3 separate regions of the Mus musculus genome follow, and all the other regions are linked to region 1. A link is a contact called in public HiChIP or PLAC-seq and promoter capture Hi-C data. All regions are on one chromosome and are shown on one strand. Each heading gives the region's core, a stretch centred on a gene start, on an enhancer-like site or on the middle of the called end of the contact. The rest is flanking DNA. Distances are from core to core; before and after follow the strand shown. Region 1 holds the start of Rhou (ras homolog family member U). Region 2 overlaps Rab4a (RAB4A, member RAS oncogene family). Region 3 overlaps Ccsap (centriole, cilia and spindle associated protein).

Evidence for each region. Promoter capture Hi-C pulls out the DNA fragments that hold promoters and counts their contacts. HiChIP or PLAC-seq counts read pairs in DNA pulled down with a chosen protein or histone mark.
Region 2: a promoter capture Hi-C map of embryonic stem cells shows a contact between it and region 1, with 5 times the contacts expected there. The contact joins the enhancer-like site here to the promoter of Rhou in region 1. A contact is called at or near these places in 4 of 39 promoter capture datasets (cranial neural crest, embryonic stem cells, liver and 1 more), 3 of 15 datasets of contacts at CTCF or cohesin (the NIH/3T3 cell line and embryonic stem cells), 8 of 484 Hi-C or Micro-C datasets (the AML12 cell line, Th2 cells, bone marrow-derived macrophages and 4 more), 10 of 115 datasets of contacts at active chromatin or transcription factors (embryonic basal ganglia, embryonic forebrain, embryonic hindbrain and 4 more) and 3 of 9 other capture datasets (adipose tissue, liver and pancreatic islet).
Region 3: an H3K4me3 HiChIP or PLAC-seq map of embryonic stem cells shows a contact between it and region 1, with 2.5 times the contacts expected there. The contact joins the enhancer-like site here to the promoter of Rhou in region 1. A contact is called at or near these places in 3 of 39 promoter capture datasets (cranial neural crest, liver and pre-B cells), 3 of 15 datasets of contacts at CTCF or cohesin (the NIH/3T3 cell line and embryonic stem cells), 8 of 484 Hi-C or Micro-C datasets (the AML12 cell line, the HL-1 cell line, bone marrow-derived macrophages and 5 more) and 12 of 115 datasets of contacts at active chromatin or transcription factors (astrocytes, bone marrow-derived macrophages, embryonic basal ganglia and 5 more).

What each region holds. Positions count from the first base shown.
Region 1 is chr8:123,652,262-123,655,577 of GRCm38.p6, reverse strand. It overlaps Rhou (ras homolog family member U), which reads right to left and starts at 1,649. Exons shown (of 3, transcript NM_133955.4): 1 at 1,362-1,649; 2 at 28-86. The coding sequence starts at 1,632. It overlaps Gm35874 (a long non-coding RNA gene), which reads left to right and starts at 2,842. Exons shown (of 3, transcript XR_388157.3): 1 at 2,842-3,101.
Region 2 is chr8:123,824,482-123,828,189 of GRCm38.p6, reverse strand. Rab4a (RAB4A, member RAS oncogene family) reads right to left here. Exons shown (of 8, transcript NM_009003.3): 3 at 752-866. Among named protein-coding and RNA genes, the nearest start is that of Gm51601, 7.7 kb to the left of the region's middle. Within about 2 kb of position 2,004, at least 20 of the 459 cell types and tissues checked have an H3K27ac peak or open chromatin away from gene starts, as enhancers often do. A contact at or near this core is called in cerebellum, cerebral cortex and embryonic stem cells, where this site is marked.
Region 3 is chr8:123,847,583-123,851,056 of GRCm38.p6, reverse strand. The region is part of intron 1 of Ccsap (centriole, cilia and spindle associated protein); the gene reads left to right. Among named protein-coding and RNA genes, the nearest start is that of Gm9901, 10 kb to the left of the region's middle. Within about 2 kb of position 1,571, at least 35 of the 459 cell types and tissues checked have an H3K27ac peak or open chromatin away from gene starts, as enhancers often do. A contact at or near this core is called in embryonic stem cells, where this site is marked.

The DNA of each region.
Region 1 (3,316 bases), core at 400-2,899:
GCCTGAGCTGTGTAACTTGATACCGACCTGTCCTGCAGTGTCACAGAGCTGGAGTCTCACAGGCCGCCCATCTACAGACACCACGGCTTGGGAGAAAGAAAAAAAAAAAAGAGCAAGATGATTATCAGGACATCTTTTACCCTCTCAGCAGATTGGCAGTTCCTGCTCTGGGTTCTCTTAGTGAACTAAGGACTTGGCTACGCCCAGAAACCCATGGAAGTGTACAAATGTTCCAAGGTGGGGGGCTCCCTCCACCACAGAGCATGAAGCAGCAAAGCCCTGACCTCCAGAAGGTGCCCCGGAAGGCTTGTTTTCCTTTCAAGCCTGGAAGATTAATTTTCCTGTCACCCTTGTTTCAAAGAGCCTAGAAACAACACAAGGTGGGAAACCAACTCTGCACTTTTAAATCAGTGGACAACCTCATAGATAATCCTGTTTTCTCTTGGGAAAAAAAAATCTCCCTGCTTCAGGGTTTATCATAAAACTCCAGCAGTTTTGAGAACTTGTGCAAACACAGGCGGCCTATCACCCGTGCGTGTGTGGAAATGGGCACTTCTCTCTGTCAGTTCAAAAAGAGGATTAAGAAAAGCTGGCAGAGAGAAGCCACACAGATTTTCCCCCAGGGTCCAGAGATAGGGTGAGAGCAAGGACCCCCCATCCAGTAAAGACTCGGAGGTTTCAGCTTATATTAGGCAATTTGTCTCCTTCTGATAGCATTTCTGGTTGTTTATAAATGTTTATGCTAGTGAGCGGTGGAGGGGGCACCATGCACTTCTGTTTTATCCATAGGGTCTCTGAAATTAGAGACTGGCCACGGAGACTGGAAGTCGGAGGTAAATTTTTTAGGAGGAAGATTTTTCACACTAGCTTAATGTGATTTTTTTTTTGTAACTTTTTCTTAAATTCCTGAAAGACTTTTTAAAAAATCAAGAGAAATGATTGCTTTACTTTTGTTATCTTTGTGTGATCCACGAACCCACCCACCCTTGAGAACTTGCTGTAACTAAACGCCAAGCTGGAGGGACTGGGCCAACCGTCAGAAACCGAGACAGCGCAGGCGGGGCGCAGGCCAGGCAGGCGCTGGGCTCAGAAGAAAGGAACGTTCTCGCAAGCCCCAGCCCTCCTTGGTGCGCCTGGCCGGCTCACACACGGGAGCAATCCGGGTTGCTCCAGGCGAAGATCCGCTGGAAGTGAGCCGCCCCGGAGGGCGCAGGTGGGAAGGCCACCTGAGCTGCAGCTCGCTCCGGAATCCCGGAGCCAGACCGGTCGGACACCCCGCTGCCACCTCGCCGAGCCGCTGCCCCGAGACCCGCGCCGCCCCGCGCCTCCCAGCCCGAGGCCGCGCCCCGCCCGGCGCTCACCCGAGAAGTTGTCGAAGGCCGTAGGGATGTACTCGGTGGGGTAGCCGTTAGTGGTGTAGCTGACCACCAGGCTGGTCTTGCCCACCGCGCCGTCGCCGACCAGCACGCACTTGACGCCGCGTCCCTCGGCGCCGCCCGCGCGCCCCCGACCCCCGGACACCCCGGGCCCGCGCGCCCCGCGCCCCCCGCGCTCTCGGCGAGGCGGTACCGGCGGCGCCGCCGGCGGCTCGCAGCGGGCGGGCAGCGCCGGCCGGCCTTGCTGCGGGGCCATCGCGGGGCGGCGGCCGCGAGACCAGCTGCCACCGGCGGACAAAGGCGGCGCACGGTCCGCACTCGGCTGGGCGTCTGTGCCCGCGCGGCCGCGATGTGGCCGAGCCTGCTCCGCCAGGCTTCCCTGCGACACCGGCGGGCGGGGAAAGAGGCGGGTCCGGCGGCTCCTTCTTCTATCCGAGACCACAGCGCCCCCGTCTGCGCGCCGCGCTGGTGAACTACGCCGGCGCCTCGAAACGGTGCGGCTGGACTAGCTGGCTCCACCACGCCAACCCACGCGGACCCCGAGCTACCCCTGGCCCCTGCTGTGGGCTTCTCATCCCCCCACCCCCCTTTCCCGGCTCCTTCCCAAGCTTCCTTTCCTCCTCTTGCTCTCCAGTTCCTCCTGCCCTGCCCCCTCCTCCCCATCCTTCTGTTCCCCCTTCCCTCCCGGCTCTTTCTCTTCCCTCTCCTCCTTCTCCCTCCTTAGGTCGCCCCCTATTCTCTTTCTACTCCACAACCTCCTTTCCGCGGTCTCCCTCTCACCATGATCACCCTGCTTCTTCCACTCTTCCTGTTCCTCCAGCTGCCCTTGCTCCTCCACACAAGTGTCTTGGTTTGGAGGGGGAGAGTGCTGTGGGGCCTGCCTGCTTTTGCAGTCCCTCAGGAGAGATTATTGTCTTGATAGCCAGTCCTGATGAGTAGGACTTAAGTTTGATTGCAGACAAATGTATGATTTTTCTGTTAAAAATCATTGATTCTCATTTGGATGCAGGATACCACCCTTTGTTAGCGCTCCCTCTCTTTGGCATGCTGTGACCTTGTGTGTATTCATGGTCCAGCAAATTTCCTTACAGTCTTTAGTTAAGTGCAATTTTGGCTGCCGTAGTATTATCTGAAAAGCTAATTGTCTGTTCATTTTGTGCTGCCCTTTCTCTGCCTGGTCACTAATGCTTCTGATTTGCTTCTGGTGTAAGAAGAGCTGTGTGCTGTTAATATTAATATTATTTTGCTGGTGGTAAAGACAAGAGCTAGGGGCCGAGAGAAAGGGAGAGTGGTTAAGAGCACCGGCTGCTCTTCCAGAGGTCCTGAGTTCAATTCCCAGCAACCACATGGTGACTCACGACCATCTGTAATGGGATCTGGTGCCCTCTTGTGGTGTGTCTTAAGACAGCCAGTGTATTCATATAAATAAAATAAATAAATCTTAAAAAAAAAAAGACAAGAGCTAGTTAAATACTGAGCCTTTGTTATGTCCCAGATGTTGTTGTAACCATTCTGTCAAAACGAATTCCTTTAATATTAGCATTACTTATACCCATTTTACAGCCAGGACAACCTGAAGTACAGAGATGCTAAGTGACAGGTTTGAGTTCCATAAAGGAAATGACAGCGTCCTACCTGGGATCCTATATGCAACCATGCAGTGTGGCAAGTGAGACTTGCAAAGATGATGTGGCCGCAGAGATACAGAAGTGGGCCTGTCAAGAGGTAATTTCTTCAATCCCGAATGGGTGGCAGACTCACCCGTCATTCAGGGCCTTAGTGCTGTCAGCCTTTAAAGCTGCAATGCAAGCTGTTTTCGGGATGAAACCCTAGGACCTGACCAAAAATGACCTTGAGCACCTGGGAAATCAAAAGTCTCCCACACAGGATCTGAAGAACAGGAACGGGCTGTCTTGGAAATGGACTAAAAACCTGGTACA
Region 2 (3,708 bases), core at 755-3,254, 170 kb before region 1:
GTGAAAAGCCTGCGTGTGTGGGAGGGTGGGTGGGTGGGGGTTATCGCTTCTTCCACACTGAATCTTGACTCTGTGACTTGGTGTACTCTGCAGAATGCGTGGCTAAAATGTTCACACCCCACTGTGCATTCATTGTTACAGGATGCTGACCACACAACCTGATTAGCAGTGGTCTGGGGTTAAGTCTTTCTGAGTGCCAGTTGTGTGAACCTGTCCTGCAGGATCCATGGCAACTGTCACAGCCTGCTCCAGTCAGTGTAAAGGGATAAAACCCTCCATGGCAGTTTAAAAATCCCTCATAGACGTGTAATATGGGAAAAAGCCACCTGCCTTGTCTTTGCCTTGATTTTAATCTGAAGGCATACTATAGCCCGGATGGTGCTTCGCACCGGTCATCCTGGCATACAGAGCTTGATACAAGAAGGTCGTGGGCATGAGGTCTACCTAGACTGCACAGCGAGATGCTGGCTCAAAATGCCAAACAGACTGAAACCAAAAGCCAACTACACGGATACCCAGTGCCAGTACCGCATCCTCCTGACCGAGTTGCTACCTCTGAGAGTCTAGTCCCCTAGTGATGGTTTGTTTGTTTTGGTATCTGGGATCCAGTCAGGGCCCTCAGACGTGAGAGCGTCCGGATGGAGCTGCAGATTTTGAGTTACGTGTGCATGCTGGTTTGAGACCACACGCAGTGAAGGAGTTGGGCTAAGCCTTCCAAGTACCATTATCAGTAAATAAGAAGGAAAGCTACCTGAACCGCTCCTGGCCGGCCGTGTCCCATATCTGTAACTTTACATATTTACCACCGACATTTATTATCTTTGAGCCAAATTCCACTCCTATGGTATGATTTGAGTCATCTTTGACTAAAAAGAAAAACAAAGAACAAATAATTACACTTTAGAACCTGACTGCAACAGTTCAAGGTTTAAACAGCAACGTTAAGATAGACCAAGGGCTGGAAAACTAATTTAAAAAAACAGTAAAAAGGGAGGTGTTTGGGGGAGGGGAGGCAGGGGCCTGGCAGGTGAAAAGGCGGGTTGCTTCAACCGCCCATTCTCTAATAGTCAGCTGATGGGCCGTACTAAGCATATGACACGATTTCTGTTTTCACCGAGACAATAGAGTTCCTCTGTCTCCTAACACATGGTATGGCTACTGGAAGAGGCTGCCCTGAGCTTGAGATCCCAGACTGTCTGCCGAGAAGACTTGCACCAGCAGCCAGAAACCTGATGGGAACCGGTCTGCCATGTGGTAGGGCATGTGCCTGGTAACTAGCTGGGCACTTGATCAGCAGCAAGGTGGTCAAGTGTTATTCTGGAGCAGAGGAGACCCCAAAGATAACCTGACCATAGCACTCTGATTGGGGTCTGTCTGGACAAATCTTTTTTTTTTTCCCCATTTGGTTCTTTCCTATGTGTATTACCAAGTGTCCATTAGTTCTAGCAGAGCACAGCAAATGTTTCCGTGGGTTTATTGGAGAAACCAGTCCTATCTCTTCTAAACTCATCTGGGGCATGCCATCAGTACAGGATAGCTGTGAGGAAGCCATGACTTCGAGAGAACGCTGCACCTCACTGGCTGTCTCTCAGCTCAGCTCATGCCTGGACACAGCTTCAGCAACCAGGGGTGCTGCATGGTAATGCTTTTTTAAAAAAAGAATATTTGGATGGACAAGAGGTTAGACAGATAATCCAGCCTGCGCCAGAAAGATTCAAGTGTGTGATCAGGTAGGAAGGACCCCCTCCGGCCCCCCCAGCAAACTGCAGAGGGAGGCCTAAGCAGTAATCCAGGCCGACTAAGGTGAGTAATAAGTAAGGTGAGCAGTAATGGGGCGGAGGCTGCTGTGACTGAATAAGGTGAGTGTGCTGCTTCTGAGGCTCTGGGGACAGGCAGGAACGGATATGCAACCTGTCTGGCTGTTAACTATTCTCAGAGATGGAGCAGTGCAGTGTGCTAACAAGCCTGAAAGGACCACGAGCAGGCACTGTGCACACGGGAAGGGTGCCATCTGCTGGTTCATGCCTGCAATCCCAGCAGCTGGGGGGGCTGAGGCAAGGCCGAGGCGTGAGTTCGATGCCACCTTGGCTGTGTACGAAGTTCCTGGGCAGCCAGAGAGCTAAAGGATGAGAGGTGAACCATTTCCAAAAATCAAAAATAAGTGAAGGTTCAGAGGATGCTGTTGGTAAGCCATGCTACAGCACATGCAGGGCAGAGGATCTGACCAGCTCAGCACTGATGGGTCCTGATGGAAGAAATTCCAGAAATGTCTTTCATTCTTTGCCAAGATGCTCTGTCTCTCTCCCTCCCCCAACCTGAGGGGTTCCCCTCCTTAGATGTAATTTATTAAGCCAGGTCTGTGTTGAGCCTGCCTCTGACTGCCCTAATGAGCAGGTCTCCACAGTTCCTCACACCATGACCACAGTTTCACGTTTTCTAAGGGTTTTCGAACTTACAGGCTTCCACAGTCTTAAAACAGTGTGGAAGAAAGATCGGATCTCCCTTCCCTAAATGCTGTGAGCCGAGGTAAGCACGTGGCACTGTGGTCCAGCGTCCTCTGTAACAGACATCCCCCGCTAGCTGGGTCATTTCCATTCTTCTTCCTGGCCCGCAGAGCAGGACAGGATAGGGACAAAGGGCCTCAGAGGCACTGGAGGCACCCAGGGCAACTGAAGGCTACAACCCACCCAACTGCACTCTGATGTCTATCTGGCTACTCTACCAGCAAACAGAGTCCTATTGAAGAATCCTTTGCTGGGCTCACCATCTTAGGGTAAGGGTGAGAAAACAGTATACACCAAGCTGCCATTGAACCGAAACACTAACTTAATAAAAACGCCATCATGTAAAGGTTTAAGAATACAACCTATATGGACATGGTGCCAAATCCTTTAATCCCAGCACTCAGAAGGCAGAGGCACTGGGTGAATGGCCATTCTGAGTTCAGGGCCATTCAGGTTTATGCAGCAAGTTTCAGGCTAGCCAAGGCTACATAATGTGACCTTGTATTTAAAAACAAAACAAAAAACCACAACCTCGTAGTGCTGCTTAAAAGTCCTCTTACCCGGCAGTAGACCCTGCTGCTACAATGCTGACCACCCGGTAGGATGTGCCACTGGTACAACAGTAACGTGACTGTTACAGGAGGAACCAACCACTCAGACTGGATCTGAGGCCTGCCTCAAAGGAGAAAATTCATAATGGTTCTGCAATCCTGGTCAAGAGCCCATGCTGAACAGTTTAGAGGGCTTAGTTGGGGAACTTACTATAGTTGTGTTGCTAAATGGACGTGTTGTTAAAGAGCCTTCTAACTGTTTACATGTATACTCTGAGGTTAGGGCTGCTCACAACCTTGGTCAGAGAACCTTCCTTTTAACGCAGACTCACAGCTGCTCAAAGTGCTGAGAATAAGAGCTGAGGGTCGCTCACAGAGAAGTGTTGGGATGGGGGAATGAGGGCAGGGGAAAGATATAAGAGCCATGGGGCGGGGAGGAGCGCTATGAACTACACATGTCTGGACATGATGTGGCCACTGCACTCACGAGCTCACAGCACCGGTGCCATGTGGCCTGTGTAAAGCCTGCACAAAATCGAGCCCATCAGCATTCCAGCCTAGAAGGGTGAGGGGCTCATTAGGCAAGGCTGCACCGGCTGAGGAGACATTAGCAGTTAATGGCAGCTAAGGGAGGGAGAGTTGTTTAGATTCAG
Region 3 (3,474 bases), core at 322-2,821, 200 kb before region 1:
TATCTAGAAATGGGGTTTTTCTGTGTATCCCTAGCTAGACCAGGCTAACCTTGAGCTCACAGAGATGAACCTGCCTCTGGAGTGCTAGGATTAAAGATAGACACCACAATGTCTGGCCCATTTCTTGAATAGGCTTGTGAGAGGTTTGTGAATCTGTTTAGTTTTTTGTTTTTACCAAACTAACTTCTATTAGTTTTGTTTTTTGTTTTTGTGCCAAAAGAACTTTTATCTATGTGGATTCTTTTCTTGGGAGTCATAGCATGTACTTCTGGATAGGTTAGAACTCACTATGTGGCCAGGCTGGCCTCAAACTCACGGAGATCCTCCTGCCTCTGTCTCTTGAGTGTTTGGATAAAGGCTTACCACCACCATGCCTGACTGGTTTTGTTGTTTGCTTTTTTTTCTCTTGGAATTTTTAGACAGGGTCTCTACATATACCTGGCTGTCCTAGAACTCACTCTGTAGACCAGGCTGCCCATGAACTCTCAGAGATCCCCCTGCCTCTGCCTCCAAGTGCTGGGATTAAAGCCACCATACACTGATTTTGTTTTTTAAGAGAGGCTCTTACTACATAGCCCAAACTGACCTTGAACTAAAGGTCCTCCACCAACCTCCCTGGGATTACAGTCACCTGCTACCTCCTGACCCAGGTTGGCCTCAAATTTAGTATCCTGCTGAGGTGACCTTGACCTCGATTGCTTCCATCTCCCAAGTGGGATTATAATAACGTGTGGTAAAATACATAGAAAACAAAGTTTACCACTTTAACTTTGAAACGCACAGTGTGGGGTGCTAACTACTTGGTGTGTTTTTTCCGTCTGCATCCCACTGAACTTGGAGCTAGGCTGGGCGCCGGTGAGCTGCAGACAGAGGTCCTTTTCTTCTTCATCCCTGCCCCAGGGCTGAGTTACGGGAGCAGTGTGTACCAGACTCCTCACGTGTGTGCTGCGGGGAAATATTTTTTTTTTAAAAAAAGGCACATTCCTGTGCTTGCATCAGCAACTCTCTGCCCCAGTGGCCTGGCTGGCCATGCACTGGCGGGCAATGGCCAACATGTTTTTATCTCATGGAGATTCTGACTCAGAGCTGCAAAATCTTTCCACCCAGCTCACTAGGTTCCCACTGGTGGGTCGTTACCACGCCAGCCCCATGCTTCAAATTCCCCATGACTTTTGTGGCACATCTGACAAACCCATGCTTTGATGCCATACCTTTCTCTCTTGAACCCAGATGAGGTGCCGCATGAAGGAAAACACAACATAAACTTAGTTCAGAAACAACAGTAACTCAGTCGCTGGGTGCAACAACTAAAATCCTAACCTGGAAAGCCTTATTACATCTAAATCCTCAGGTGGCAAATCCTAACGGATCCGCCATTGAAACCAGGAGACACTTGTAGCTACATCTTGTTGTCCTCACTCTATCTCTATCCAAAAAGACCTAACTCTTTCCTGCTTCCTGTCCAACCTGGAAGTCCCACCTACTCACCCAGTGGTTGGCTCCTTTATTCATTAGGGGATTGGTTCACAAGAAGTCACCTGAGGATGACTCACTCCTTGTCCGCAGCCCCTCCCAGGAGAGTGGAATTAGTGTCAACATACAAACAGCATCAGGTCCATCCACAACACGTGTGTGCTGGATCTGAACTCAGGGCCTCAGGCTCACACAGCAAGTGTTCTTTACCCCCTGAGCCATTTCTTCTATCTGTGTGTGATGATGATCCAAAATGGAAATTCTTATTGTTGCTGTTTTGAGGTTGGGCTTTACTCTATAAATATTTGTTCAAATAGGATTTTAAGAGCATATAGTTATATGTGATTATCATGTACCAAGCTGGCCTAAAACTCAGCTCAAAAGTGAAAGGGATTTGAAAGTTGTGTCTGTGTTTGTAGCTTCATTTCCCTAATGGTTGTGAGAATATGTTCGTTGTAATTTCATTTTATGGAAGTCCAGTTCTGGAAACGAGGGAAGAGTCCCTATTACGGCTTTGGCTGTGAAAAGCTCATGTATGCTCCACATCTGCTTGATGGGAATGCTCCAGCTCTCTCTACGCGACTGCATTCTGCTTCCCCCCTTACAACCTGACTCTTCAAAACTGCTCGGTGGTGACGGGCGCATTCCCTATAGAGCAGCTGCCATGGCGTTACTGGATGGCTGACCCACGCGTGACGTGCCTAACAGAGAAGCACAGTCATCTTACTTACTTTTAGTTTTCTAGAGTTTGTTTTTTGATAGCCACGCGTGGCTGCAGGCTATTGCACTGGGCAGCTCCAGCCTGGATTTATTTTAATTTGACCGTCCCCTTGGTTGGTGAGAAAAGCATTGCAACCCTACCCTGTATCGTGTGGGGAATACTGCTTTTGTTTGCCTGAAAACATCCTCATTTTGAACATCATTCTTTCAAAGAGGATCCTAAAAGCATATACTTAAATCTAATTACCATGTGCCAGGCACGATTTTGAGAGTTTTATAAATATCAAAATCACAGTGATACGTTTTATCTCATTTCTTCTGTTTTTGTCCATCTTTTGTCTCCTGCTGGGAATAATTTTCAAGCATCGTTTGTTTTTTGCTTTTTTTTTTTTTTTTTCTTAAGCACAGAGTGCGAGCACCATTATTTCACAGTCTGTAGGTGATAATTTAAGTTCTTAAGTCTATGGCGCCAGCTGGCTGTCTCTGCATTGTTTTCTCTTCCTGGGTGCTGGGCTATCTTCTGTGACACGCTGTGGTACTCTGGTAATGCTGTGTGAAAATTATTTGTAGGAGTCATTTGGACTCTGGGGTTCTGTCTAGGTTCCTAGGTCCCTACCCTAGGTGGGCAGTGGCTTTTGTACTTCACTGAGCTATTTGGGGTCCTACGGTAAAAAAGGGTTGATTCACTGCTCTGCACTTGGCTTGACCCCTGACCTGAGTGTCCCCCCACCCCAGAGCCTCATGGGTAAGCTACAGGGTTCAGTCCCAGTACACTGACTTTGCTGTGGAATATGGCACTTCCTCAGGTTTTCTTCTGGTTTCTTTTTACTTTCCTAGACAGCCTTCATTTGCTCTTGGACTGACTCACACACACATACACACTCTCTCTCTCTCTCTCTCTCTCTCTCTCTCATTAAATAAGTGTCCTGGGGATCCAACAGTGCCCTTTTGACTTCCTGCTCCACGTTTCTCCTGGGCAGTCCTGTGTACTCTGACCCTGGTCCCAGCTTCTCTCTCAAGGTGCCTGTGGGTGTCTACCAGCAGCTTGTCTGGCTGTTCCATCCTTCCTTCATGCCTAGGATACCTCGGGTTCATAGATTGGAAGGACCATCTGCTTAGAACATCCATGGAGACCAGTCAGGCTCCCCTGCCCTACCTCCACCCCACCCCAGTGGCATCACGGTGCCAGCATGTCTGTTTACCCTGGTCTGCAGTCTGCTTTCCTGGCAGGCATTTGGCCCTATTCTTTTAACCAACCCATCCTAAAATATAGACCAGGCC